2 separate regions of the Mus musculus genome follow, and region 2 is linked to region 1. The links are chromatin contacts, called in public HiChIP or PLAC-seq maps. All regions are on one chromosome and are shown on one strand. The core of a region is the stretch at or near the end of the contact, and the rest is flanking DNA. Distances in the headings are between cores, read along the strand shown. Region 1 overlaps Ankrd11 (ankyrin repeat domain 11). Region 2 overlaps Fanca (Fanconi anemia, complementation group A).

Region 1 (5,413 bases), core at 2,215-4,714:
CTGTCTCTCTTTTATTTTCTACTTCAGTCATGGCTCCGTCCAGGAGATGTCTTCAGCTACAATGAATTCACTGATCGTTTTGTCAGTGTGCGTGCAGGCGTGCATCAGTATGTCAAAGGTCAACCTTGGGGTCTTTTGGGGCTGGGGGAACAGGGCCTCTCACTGGCCTGAGATTTTGCCAAGCAGGTTAGGCTGGCTAGCCAGTGGGTTCCAGATATCCACGTGTCTCTACTTTTCCAGCTCTGGGATTGTACACATGCCACCCAGGATCTGTACACAGGCTCTGGGGCATGAATTCAAGCCCTCAAACTTGTTTAGTGAGTGTTTTCTCACAGTGATACTTTTTTTTTTTTTTTTTTTTTTTTTGGTTTTTCGAGACAGGGTTTCTCTATATAGCCCTGGTTGTCCTGGAACTCAGAAATCCGCCTCCTGAGTGCTGGGATTAAAGGCGTGCGCCATTATGTCCAGCTTTTTTTTTTGTTTTTTTAAAAATATACACTGTAGCTGTCTCTAGACACACCAAGAGAAGGCATCAGATCTCATTACAGATGGTTGTGAGCCACCATGTGGTTGCTGGGAATTGAACTCAGAACCTCTGGAAGAGCAGTCAGTGCTCTTAACTGCTGAGTCATCTCTCCAGCCCTGGCCACTGAATTTTTAATTTTACTGATAATTTTCATTTCCAGATGTTTGATCTCAATTCTTTCTCCTAGTTCATTTTACTAGTTTTCACTCTGTCCAGATCAGAGTGGGGTTCTAAGGTTATCCCTTGCAGAACCTTTTGGAACAGCTTTGTCCCCTGTAGTCTGCAATCCTGACGAAGGAGTTCTGGCATCCAGAGCCTTACTTTTGCTCTTCTTGGGGGCCAGAAACCCTCGGTCCTGCCAGTGTATATGGAAGCACATATCCAACCCTACTAGAGGAGGAACAGGTTTCTGCCTTCTGAATTGTTTTAGAATCTACCAGCAATCCTGGAGTCTTTCAATAGCGACTGCCTTCTTTTATAGACAATGGGTCCTAAAGACAGGCACTGTGCAGTGTCTGAGGCCTGACTCCAGGGCCTGTCACCTGACTGAGACAATGCACTTGTGTCCACGTCGCAGTGTGGGCTTATTCTTGGCTTTTAATTCTAGGTTTTTTCAACAAGACCACTTTTTACAAGTATGGGCCTTCAGAATCCAGAAGCAGGTGTGGTCTTGATTCATGGTGGTATTTTAAACAGCAGTAAATTCCTTGCAGGTGCCAGTGAAACTCTCCAGAGCAGTTTGCCATCATTCCTACCAGGAACAAGTTCAGTGAACACCGTAACAGATCCCAAAACAACCTCCCCATCAAATATCTGAGCAAGTCGTGGAATCTAGAGTAACTTAGCTACAGTATTTCTGGTCACCAAGTCCCAATCCTAACACAGCAGGTAGAGGGTTCAACAGAGTGTTCTCAGCAGCCCAACACGCAGCACAACCTCATTGAGTAACAGTGGTGACTGCAAACCGCACTCCTGACTTAGTGGTATCTTTTTGTTTCATTTTTAGGGCAGCCATAATTAAGAAAGCCTGTGCTGAGATGCGTGACCCTCTTAGCTATGCGCGGTGGCCTTCTAGACCTTGTTCCTCCTTCTGAGAAATGGACTAGTCACCTGTAGCGTGGCAGTGAGGCCAGACTCAAGAAAACAATAACTTGGCTTCTATGACCTCTGCAGGTCGTTTCCCAATTTCTAACTGAGGGGAACACTGGTTCTCACTGCACCGCATGAGTCCAGAAGAACACAAGTGATGTGAGCGTCTCGACCCAGACAACAGGCAGGCAGCACGATCTACAAGCTGCCCCTTACTATGCTAAATGCATGCTAAAGATTGAAAAATACAGAAATACAAATCCAGGCATGCACTGAGACCTGGATACCAGCAGCTGGGAGCAGAAGCCCCTCCTAATACTAAGATCCTAACAGATGAGGCAGAAGTAGCACAGGCAAGGGCTCACGGCCCTCAGTGTGGAGCTGGGAGCACACTACCTGGCTCCTATACTCACATGTCTGTCACTCCTCCTCTTGTCTTCCTTAAGGATCTCTGCTGTGCTCTAACCCCAAACACCTTTCACATTGGCTAATTTTGATGTCTCATTGCTATAAATGCTAAATAACAGTCCTGAGCCTTCGTATCAAGTAGATATATTACTTTGTTCTGGTTTGCCCACCAGACCATCTGCCTCTGAATTATGGAAAATACACAATTTGAAACTGAAATTACTTTCTTTGCTAGTCCACAGTCTTCTCTGTGAAGAAAAAAATGGAAAGGGCAAATGGCTGAGAAATATACCAGACCAACCACCAAGTCCATGAAGCATTTTATTTGGCTCTGGTTGTTCACAAGCAGTCACACTGTGGTTATTAGGGCAATCAGCAGGTTCTCCACGCCACGCCCTTTCCCTGCCAAGCCCTAGCCTGTGAGTCAGTGACCTGGCAGACAGATGCACTCTGCTTTCTCACTTGCCATGGTCTAGCATCTGCCAATATGCAGCCCAGAGTTACACCATCTAGTGAGCAAGAGGACAGAAAAGCCTCATTAGCGTGTGTGCACATGTACACACACACAGCCTCTTACACCAAGCATTCCGAGTTCCATATAGCCAATGGCAAGAGAATCCCTCAGTTTTTCCTCTCCCACAGAAGAACTGAGGGATCAAGCCCCGAGGAATGAACGCTTCAGTGGGTGTCTAAGACTCATGAGTCGACCGAACGCTGTACAGACCCGAAAAGAGGCTCAAAGGCACAGCGGTGGAAAAAGTTAATTCTCTCCCTTCTTCCAAGGAAGCACTGTACTGGGAAGCCAGTTTTGACTTCATACGCAATGGGGCAGGTGGATTCTGTGTGAGCCCTAGAAAGGTAGGTAGGGTAATTTATAGATTTTTAAATTAGTGGAAAAATTTTCAACAGAGACCAAATTTTAAGCAAATCACGTAATTCCATAACGAAGGTTTTTTTTTTTTTTTTTTTTTTAAAGTAGCCCTAGGTGGCCTGCAGGTCATAGAATCTACTTGCTTCCCATGCTCCAGGATCAAAAGGTTGTGATGTCACACCAGGCCTCGGGAACTCTACAGAGACCAGACCGAGAGTGGGAGGAAGAGCCTTTCCTCACCAGGTGATGTATGTGGTCAACACCAAAGACCTGGTCTGGAAGAGGCCCTGAGGGAGTGGAGATGGTCTTACAGTCTGAGATGAGGGTACCGGCTCAGACAACCAGGTCTGTTATGTCCCAGTCTCGCCAGTGTCACAGGGGGTCAGGACATGCTCCTGTCCACAGCTCCTGGGCATCATGATCGCAGGCATGTTCCATCTTGAGGTCTATCTGAACACCTACAGCATCTAGCTGCGGCATAAGCATCACAACACTGATAGACAGCCTTGGGAGGGCAAGCTTTTTCATCAGGCTGACTCACAACAGACAAAACTGTACTGTTCTTGGCAGGATGCCCTCAGTCCTGACTAAGCACTGGGGAAGCCGCACCTCCAGTGGGCTGGGCCATTGGCAGCAGGGTCTGGGAAACAGGAAAAGTTTGTACGGTTTGGTCATTTAAGGCCAGCCAGCTTCTTGCCACTTGAGGGCACAGTAAAGGACGCTCACTATTTGCTACTAGGAACCCTGACTGGAATGAGGGTGGGAGGGTACCCCTTGTGTTACTGGGGTAGACCGCATTTGTCATCAAGGATGAGTGCTAAACTGTACATTATCAGCAGAGGGCGCTGGAGGAACACTGGTCAGGAAAGGATAAGCTATTGGCCTAGGGCACTGCAAGCATTTGTCTGTAAAAACCTTTCAAAACTAGGAGGTGCCTTAGTATGACTGAGTCACACACCTCCAGGGAGGTCTGACAACCCTATCAAGATGACCAGAGAGATCCTATCTTGGTCACTATTTCATCGAGTTAAAAATATCAGCACTTTTCCAGCTTCCAGAACTCTGAGCCAAAATAAACCTCTTTATTACACAGGGGGAAAATATCAATCCCACAATTCTTTGCGCACCCATTCTGAGTATTCTCCATCCTGAATGAGGTGGTGGGTGCCACTGCAGAAGCCCCTGCAGACAAGATGCCATCCACTCCATCATACCCCGTTTGTAAGCCAGCACTGCATCTCTGGGTAGGAGAATAATACCCAGTACTTCCTGAGGCATCCAGCTCACCAATGTATAGAAGAGAAAGATTATAAAGTGTGTGTGTGTTTGTGTGTGCGCGAGCGCGCGCAGAACCCAATGGATGAAGACAAACCAATACTTCCAGTACTTAGGAGATGAATGCAAAAGGATCCAGAGGTGGAAACCAGCCTGAGAAAACTGACAAACCCCATCTCCAAGTATAGAGATGCCTAAGGCTGGACGTCTTAAACAACACCAACAGTAGCGAGTTTGCACATAGGCTTCGGGTTCCATTTCCAACGAAGGAAGGAGTAGGAAAGGAGTGGATCCAGTCTTCACTGGAGCTGCGAGACCCGACTCACAAACGTTATAAAGAAGTCAGCCACGGATAGGACAGTAGACACAGCGCTGGCCAGTCACCCATCTCTAGCTAGGTCTACAGTTCAGTCTTCCTGAAAACGCTACCTGCCAAAGCTGAGCCTGTGCCTGCCTCAGGTCAGGTGTGAACATGAACAGTTTGACAGCACACCAACAGCGAAGGCTGAAGGACAATCTAGAGTGCAGTGGTGCAGAGCCTCACAGAGGCCTCCACAGATGGACAGACTTCCCTCCACAACCACAACAGGAGTCAGAGCACTCTCCTGAGCAATGCAAGGACCGCCACTTGCCTTATGAATCCCTACAAACAATGTTAAAACACACGCGCGCGCACAGACACACACAGACATTCAGGTTTGATGTGGTCTTCTGGTTATGTCCTGATGAGCTCACGGGGCTGTCATCCCTCCACTCCAGCACTACGGCAGAACAGAGGTGTAGGGAAGCCTGCTATCCACATGTCTACCATAAGTACCCACATACTTCTGCTTTTCCTTACAAGTATCTGTGACAGAGGGTGCGACATCCATGCAAGCCTTTATAAACCTCCCACCCCGAGACATCAGCAGCCTCATCTCAACGTCCTCAGTGCTAGGAGATGACAGACATGAAACCCAATGCTTCACCCCAGGCTTCCTCTGCCATTTGTGTTCTACTGCCCCAGAGGCCTTAAAAAAGGGGGGAGGAGAAAAGACCAGTAGAGTGGAGTCCTGCCTGCATCATCAAATTCAGAAGGATATGCAAGCCAGTAGCAGACCCCAGGGTTCTCCTTGAGCAAGACAGAATCCGACTGGGAACGTACACAATGAAAGGTGCTAACCCCAACCCGTATATGCTCCTGTTCTGCATTCTTAGACCTATCCATTCTTAGGAAGACTACACCAGCTGCCTCGATTTCAGGT
Region 2 (5,743 bases), core at 2,672-5,171, 370 kb after region 1:
TGTGCTCAACGCTGCCTTTGTCCCCAGCTCTTAATTCCTGCTTATTCACTGTGGATACCCTAAATGCACTTCAAAAAATATAAATAAAATTTCAACAAGCAGGTGGAAGGATGCACCACTGTCTAAGGAAGCAATCCTTTACTGGAAAATTCTATTATGAGAACAGTCGCACTGCACTTTAAAGACAAAAAGAAAAGGACAAAAACGTGTTCTTTATAGTAAGTACATCTTCCCTAGAGGGATTCTTGAGTCTAAGAAGAAAGACTAGAATCCGAAACACCTTTTACACTTGTTCCTATGAGAGCCACCAAGACACTGAAACCATTCCAAGCTTGGATGGAGTAGACATAATAGAAATAAGCAATTAGTAGTGGAAGCTAAAGACAGACGCTGGCATGAGAGTCCGCCGGATGATACCGTTTGCATGTGAGCAGTTCTTGTTGTCTCCTGAGGCTGGTAGCCATGCTGTCTGGCCTTGCCAGAGCCTGCAGCCGTCTTCTGAACACCCGAAACAGAAAGTGACTCTGCGGCGTAGAACAGCCATGGGGCACAGCAGAACCTTGATCCAGCTCCAAGTCCAGAGCGATCTCCTGGGAAAGAGCAGGGCCTACTTCACCCTCCAGCTCGGACCTGTCACCAAACCGGAACCGGGGCAGAAGGGTTCTCAGCTCACTGTGGACCTTAGCTGGGGACTCTGAGAGATGACCTTGAGAAGGTTGTCTCCACAGGGATGAGGAGTAAGGAGGGACAAGGACACAAGCTTTTACATGTGAAGGCCATCTCTAGCCAGATGTAGTAGCCCAGCTATTGGGAGACTAAGGCAAGAGGACTGCAAATTCAGGGGCCTGCGCGGGTTACAGCACTTGCCTGGGATGCACAGACTCTAGATTCAGCCTACCCTTACCCCCAGCACACAAAACCATAGAACCAAACACAGCAATCTTTAAATTGTAAACATAAATGAGCACAGGGGTTACCCAGCATACCACCACAGGTCTCTCTGGGGCCACGCACTGCCCTTTGTGCTAGGTGTAGACAGGTGTACACACGTGCAGGAATGAGCTGAAGGGGGGTCCTATGTATACACTCTTTAAGGCTGGTGTCAGGCTCCGATGGTCCCATCTCTACTAGCATAGCTTAGATAGACTTCTGTCTAGTGTCAGGCCAACATTTTGCTGTCACAGTTCCTGAGACCCTTGTACTTCGGAACATTTCTAAATATGGAGCAAATTCTCACATATACAGGCCTTTGTTGTGTAAACCTTGCTCCTGATTTAAAGCTATTGGTTAAATAAAAGTGGCTATAGCCAATTACTGGGGAGAATAGAGGTAGGCGGGGCTTTGATTACCAGGCTGGAGGGTCCCAGATAGAGACCACGAGGGGAGAAAGAGGAGGAAGGAGGAGGGGAGAGGAGAAAAGGAGCCAGAGAGAACTGGAGGTCTCCACTAGATGGGATAGACCAGAAAAGGTGGCCGAGGGAAATGCCCCCGGGACGGACTGAGTAGACTCAGACATGGCCGAGGGAGATGCCCCCGGGACGGACTGAGTAGACTCAGACATGGCCGAGGGAGATGCCCCCGGGACGGACTGAGTAGATTCAGACATGGCTGAAGGAGATGCCCCCTAGGACGGACTGAGCAGAGTCAGACAGCAAGTACTTGAGCTCAGCTGGGAGGAGACAGGCAGGCGTAGAGAGGAATGGATTAGGGGTAGTTCCCCTAGGCATTGTGCTAAAGCTGATTTTAAAAACCTCCAAAGAAATCTTTCTCGATTTTTGGGCAGCTGGCCAGGTCATAGTAAGAGCTGGGAGTTATTAAATAACATGCAAAAATACCATTTACAGTGGAGGCGTGTCCTGTCTACTCCACAGAAATGATACACCCAGCAACCACAGCTTGATGTGTGACCCTAAGGACCACATGCAGGCTAGATCCCTCTCAGGCTAATCTGACATCTAGGAAAGATGGATGGGAAGACAGGTTGAGCTGAAGCCAGGAGCTCAGTTTCTCTTATCCTGGAGGATGCTCTCATTTGGGCACATCCTACGGGATCCTCGGTTCTTACTACCCAGTTATCACTCCCGTTTCTGAATTCAGACCCTTGAGAAATGGAACCCACAGACATGATTGTGTCTAATAAAGTGACATGTACTACTCTGGCTTGGATCTGAGGTGTCCCTTAAACGCCAGGTGGGGAAAGCTTGTTGCTAAGCACCCGTGTTCAGGATGAGAGGCTTGTGAGGCCCTGACCACATCCGGGGCTGGGGACCTCCCTGAATGGACTACCGGGAACGGGGAGAACACGTAAGAGGTCGGGCTGGCTAGAGAATCCTCACTAGGGACGGGCTCTGGAGAATCTACCTTGTCCACAGTCGCTCCTTCCCTGTTTCTTGGCTGCTATACGTGTCACACCCTCCCTCGACTCAACCGCAGGACCACAGCCATGAGGACAAGTGGCCTTTGCTCCTTTAGCTCAGTTCTCAGTTACTGTGCCACAGCATCGGAGGACTGGCATGCCTGCTCCTCCCAAGGGCATCAGGCACGGATGGAGGTTTGGAATCAGGCTCCTTAGAGACACACTGGAACCTCAGCACGGCTCCGCTGCATTTTCCCGCTCATTCTGGGTTCCCCAGGGGCCTGAGGGCTCCATGTGCTCTTTCCTCTACGTAGGCTACCTTGTTAAGGTCACTTCTCAGAGCCTGCAGCCCAGCTTTCCTCTACGGAGGCTACCTTGTTGAGGTCACTTCTCAGAGCCTGCAGCCCAGCTTTCCTCTACGGAGGCTACCTTGTTGAGGTCACTTCTCAGAGCCTGCAGCCCAGCTTTCCTCTACGGAGGCTACCTTGTTGAGGTCACTTCTCAGAGCCTGCAGCCCAGCTTTCCTCTACGGAGGCTACCTTGTTGAGGTCACTTCTCAGAGCCTGCAGCCCAGCTTTCCTCTACGGAGGCTACCTTGTTGAGGTCACTTCTCAGAGCCTGCAGCCCAGCTTTCCTCTACGGAGGCTACCTTGTTGAGGTCACTTCTCAGAGCCTGCAGCCCAGCTTTCCTCTACGGAGGCTACCTTGTTGAGGTCACTTCTCAGAGCCTGCAGCCCAGCTTTCCTCTACGGAGGCTACCTTGTTGAGGTCACTTCTCAGAGCCTGCAGCCCAGCTTTCCTCTACGGAGGCTACCTTGTTGAGGTCACTTCTCAGAGCCTGCAGCCCAGCTTTCCTCTACGGAGGCTACCTTGTTGAGGTCACTTCTCAGAGCCTGCAGTGGAGGAAGCAGAAGAAGCAGAAGACTGCACAGCCCTTTTGCTGTCAGTTCGGATGTCGCAAAGCTGGGAGACAGCTTTGGCATCACAGCCACAGTGTCTGGGCCTTGTGATGCTCACCTGTGGGGTAAACTCAAAGGATGCGGTTGCTCTAGGCCTCTGCCACGGTGTGGACAATGCAGGCTCTCACCCAGTTCTGCTGAGTCGGGCACCGTTATGCAAACGTCATAAATACCTTAGCAGAGGGCAGGTTTGCTGCAGCAAACACATGGAGCTCTGTCCTCTCACTCACCTGTAGCCTGGAAAGAATATCCTTGTTTCCTGTGCGGCCACCAAGAACCAGGTCTGAGTCCTCTGAGTGATTGTAACTCCTCGAACTGAGAAGGAAACAGGAGCCTGCTCAGTGCTGCTGCGGTGCCGTCAGCAGAGCTGGCTGTGGTGCCCCTCCCTCCCCCCATCTCCACAGCGGAGCGTCTGCGGGTAACTGACAGCACGAAACTACCGACTACCAACAAAGGAAAGAATGGCAGGACACATGCATGCACCTTCTGCACTCAAGAGGCAGAGACAGGAGGATGACTGCAAGTTTGATGCCAACTTGGCCAACACAGCAAGTTCCAGGCCAGCCATGGCTAAACTGCAAAAGCTTATCTAAAGAAAGGGGAGTGTCTGAGGGACAGCTCAGTGGTTAAGAATGTGTGTCCACTCCAAGTGGCCGACCGACACCCTCTCCTGGCTTCTGCATTTGTGTTTGAGCATAGACACACACACACACACACACACACACACACACACACACACACACACACACCTACCTTTGTTTTTAAGGGAAGAAAAATTTACCACAACCAAGTGTGCTTTCTCGTCCGAGGTTTACCATCTGCTAACTAATCATACCCTTGACAATGGCACAAAGCTGCAGGGTGTCACCAACGAGGGACATGACTTCACAGGCAATAAAGCCTGAGCAACTCACTCAGAAAGAAGCTGCAGAAAGGAACTGAGTTTGCTACGTCAATAAACAAACCTCAGCTGTATTTCTATACGTTATCCATGAATAATTTTTAAAAAAGCCAGTCCTTCTATTTACAGTCACACTGAAAAGAAGATGTGCAGGCAGGAGGATTTCTGGGAGTTCAAGGTCAGCCTAATCGACATATCAAGTTCTAGGCTAGACAAAGCTACACAGTGAGACTATGTCTTTAGACAAAATAAAAATAAAACAGCAGAAGTAACCAAATGCCTACTGATGGACATGGGATGATAAAGATGATTATAAAGATGATGTATACTGTTTAGTGTCGGGAGCCATCTCGGAAAGGCTATGGCTAGCAGGCGGTCTTCCTGAGACGGATTCATCATGGATTGTGAACTATGGCCCTGTATGCAAGACCTGAGGGACAAATCTCAGGGTTTGATTCCTGCAGCTGATATGCCTTTCCTGTCCTTATTAATATAATAATCCTTCTGCATTAGCCCACCCTGCTGGGCAGATTTTATGCAGACCAGCGAAGATGGACTGTTTTATAGTGATGCTATACAAACAAATAGGTGATTTATTAATTCCTAGTGATGATTCTATAAGAATTCCTAAAATTAAACTAGTAATTATTAAGCCTTTTATAGTTAGGGCTACAACTAGAACTCTCTGATATAAAACCTCACCGTTAACTTACACTAATTTTCAATGAACCTGTGGAGCTAGTGAGAGAAAATGAATGTCCAGTTAGATAACTGGCTTCAATGGAAACACATACAAACATCTCTGTTGTAAACATCTTATGCAATTTATGATTTGAATTTGTTTAAACTTGTGGTAAATTACCATGTGATCTATTCTCCTAAAAAGGTACAAAAAAACCCTAGAAATGTCATTAGGTGGCAAAAGGAGAGGACAGAATTGGAAGGAAGAGGAAGAGAACAGTATGCAGAATGCAGAGAGAAAGACAAAGAAGAAGCTACAGAGAGAGCAGCAGGCTTCTCCTCACCATGAGATGGAGGAGCAGGGCTTTGCGTAACAAGGCAGGCTGTCTTACTAAAGAGGACAGCGCTTTCTTCTTACAGACTCGGGTTTAATTCATTTCGCAATAAAAAGGTAGAAGCTTCTCCTTTCTCTGTGCAGTAAAGGTTGGAGCTCATTTTTCACCCAGAATGACTGAGTTCTTTCTGTGCTGGCAGCTGGGCTTTTGCTCCATCTGCATATGTAAGTATGGATGTGTGTATCTAAGTATGTAGATATGAGATAAGTAGTTGGTTGGACCCAACAGGAGTGTATGTAGGTATATGAACGTGTGTGCATGAATGTGTATATGAATGTGTGTATGTGTTTATGTACATTTGCTTGTGTAAAACTGTTTCCTTCTGTGATCTTGACTCGTCTCTTGCTTGGTTCAATACAAGTTTATTGCTCCAAACCTCCCTCCAGCCTGGCAAGCAAGAGGCAGAGGCACAAGGCTATTGGGCAAGAGAGAGAGAAGCCATACCAGTTAT

What was found. HiChIP or PLAC-seq counts read pairs in DNA pulled down with a chosen protein or histone mark.
Region 2: an HNF4G HiChIP or PLAC-seq map of pancreatic cancer cells shows a contact between it and region 1. The contact joins two enhancer-like sites. A contact is called at or near these places in 2 of 484 Hi-C or Micro-C datasets (the HPC-7 cell line and embryonic stem cells), 1 of 115 datasets of contacts at active chromatin or transcription factors (pancreatic cancer cells) and 3 of 9 other capture datasets (adipose tissue, embryonic stem cells and pancreatic islet).

Annotation. Positions count from the first base shown.
Region 1 is chr8:122,903,082-122,908,494 of GRCm38.p6, forward strand. The region is part of intron 4 of Ankrd11 (ankyrin repeat domain 11); the gene reads right to left. It overlaps Gm39273 (a long non-coding RNA gene), which reads left to right. Exons shown (of 4, transcript XR_003947488.1): 2 at 1-2,881; 3 at 3,000-5,413. Among named protein-coding and RNA genes, the nearest start is that of Gm39272, 28 kb to the right of the region's middle. Within about 2 kb of position 3,465, at least 211 of the 459 cell types and tissues checked have an H3K27ac peak or open chromatin away from gene starts, as enhancers often do. A contact at or near this core is called in pancreatic cancer cells, where this site is marked.
Region 2 is chr8:123,274,715-123,280,457 of GRCm38.p6, forward strand. It overlaps Fanca (Fanconi anemia, complementation group A), which reads right to left. Exons shown (of 43, transcript NM_016925.3): 31 at 3,546-3,630; 32 at 418-590. Among named protein-coding and RNA genes, the nearest start is that of Vps9d1, 23 kb to the left of the region's middle. Within about 2 kb of position 3,922, at least 19 of the 459 cell types and tissues checked have an H3K27ac peak or open chromatin away from gene starts, as enhancers often do. A contact at or near this core is called in pancreatic cancer cells, where this site is marked.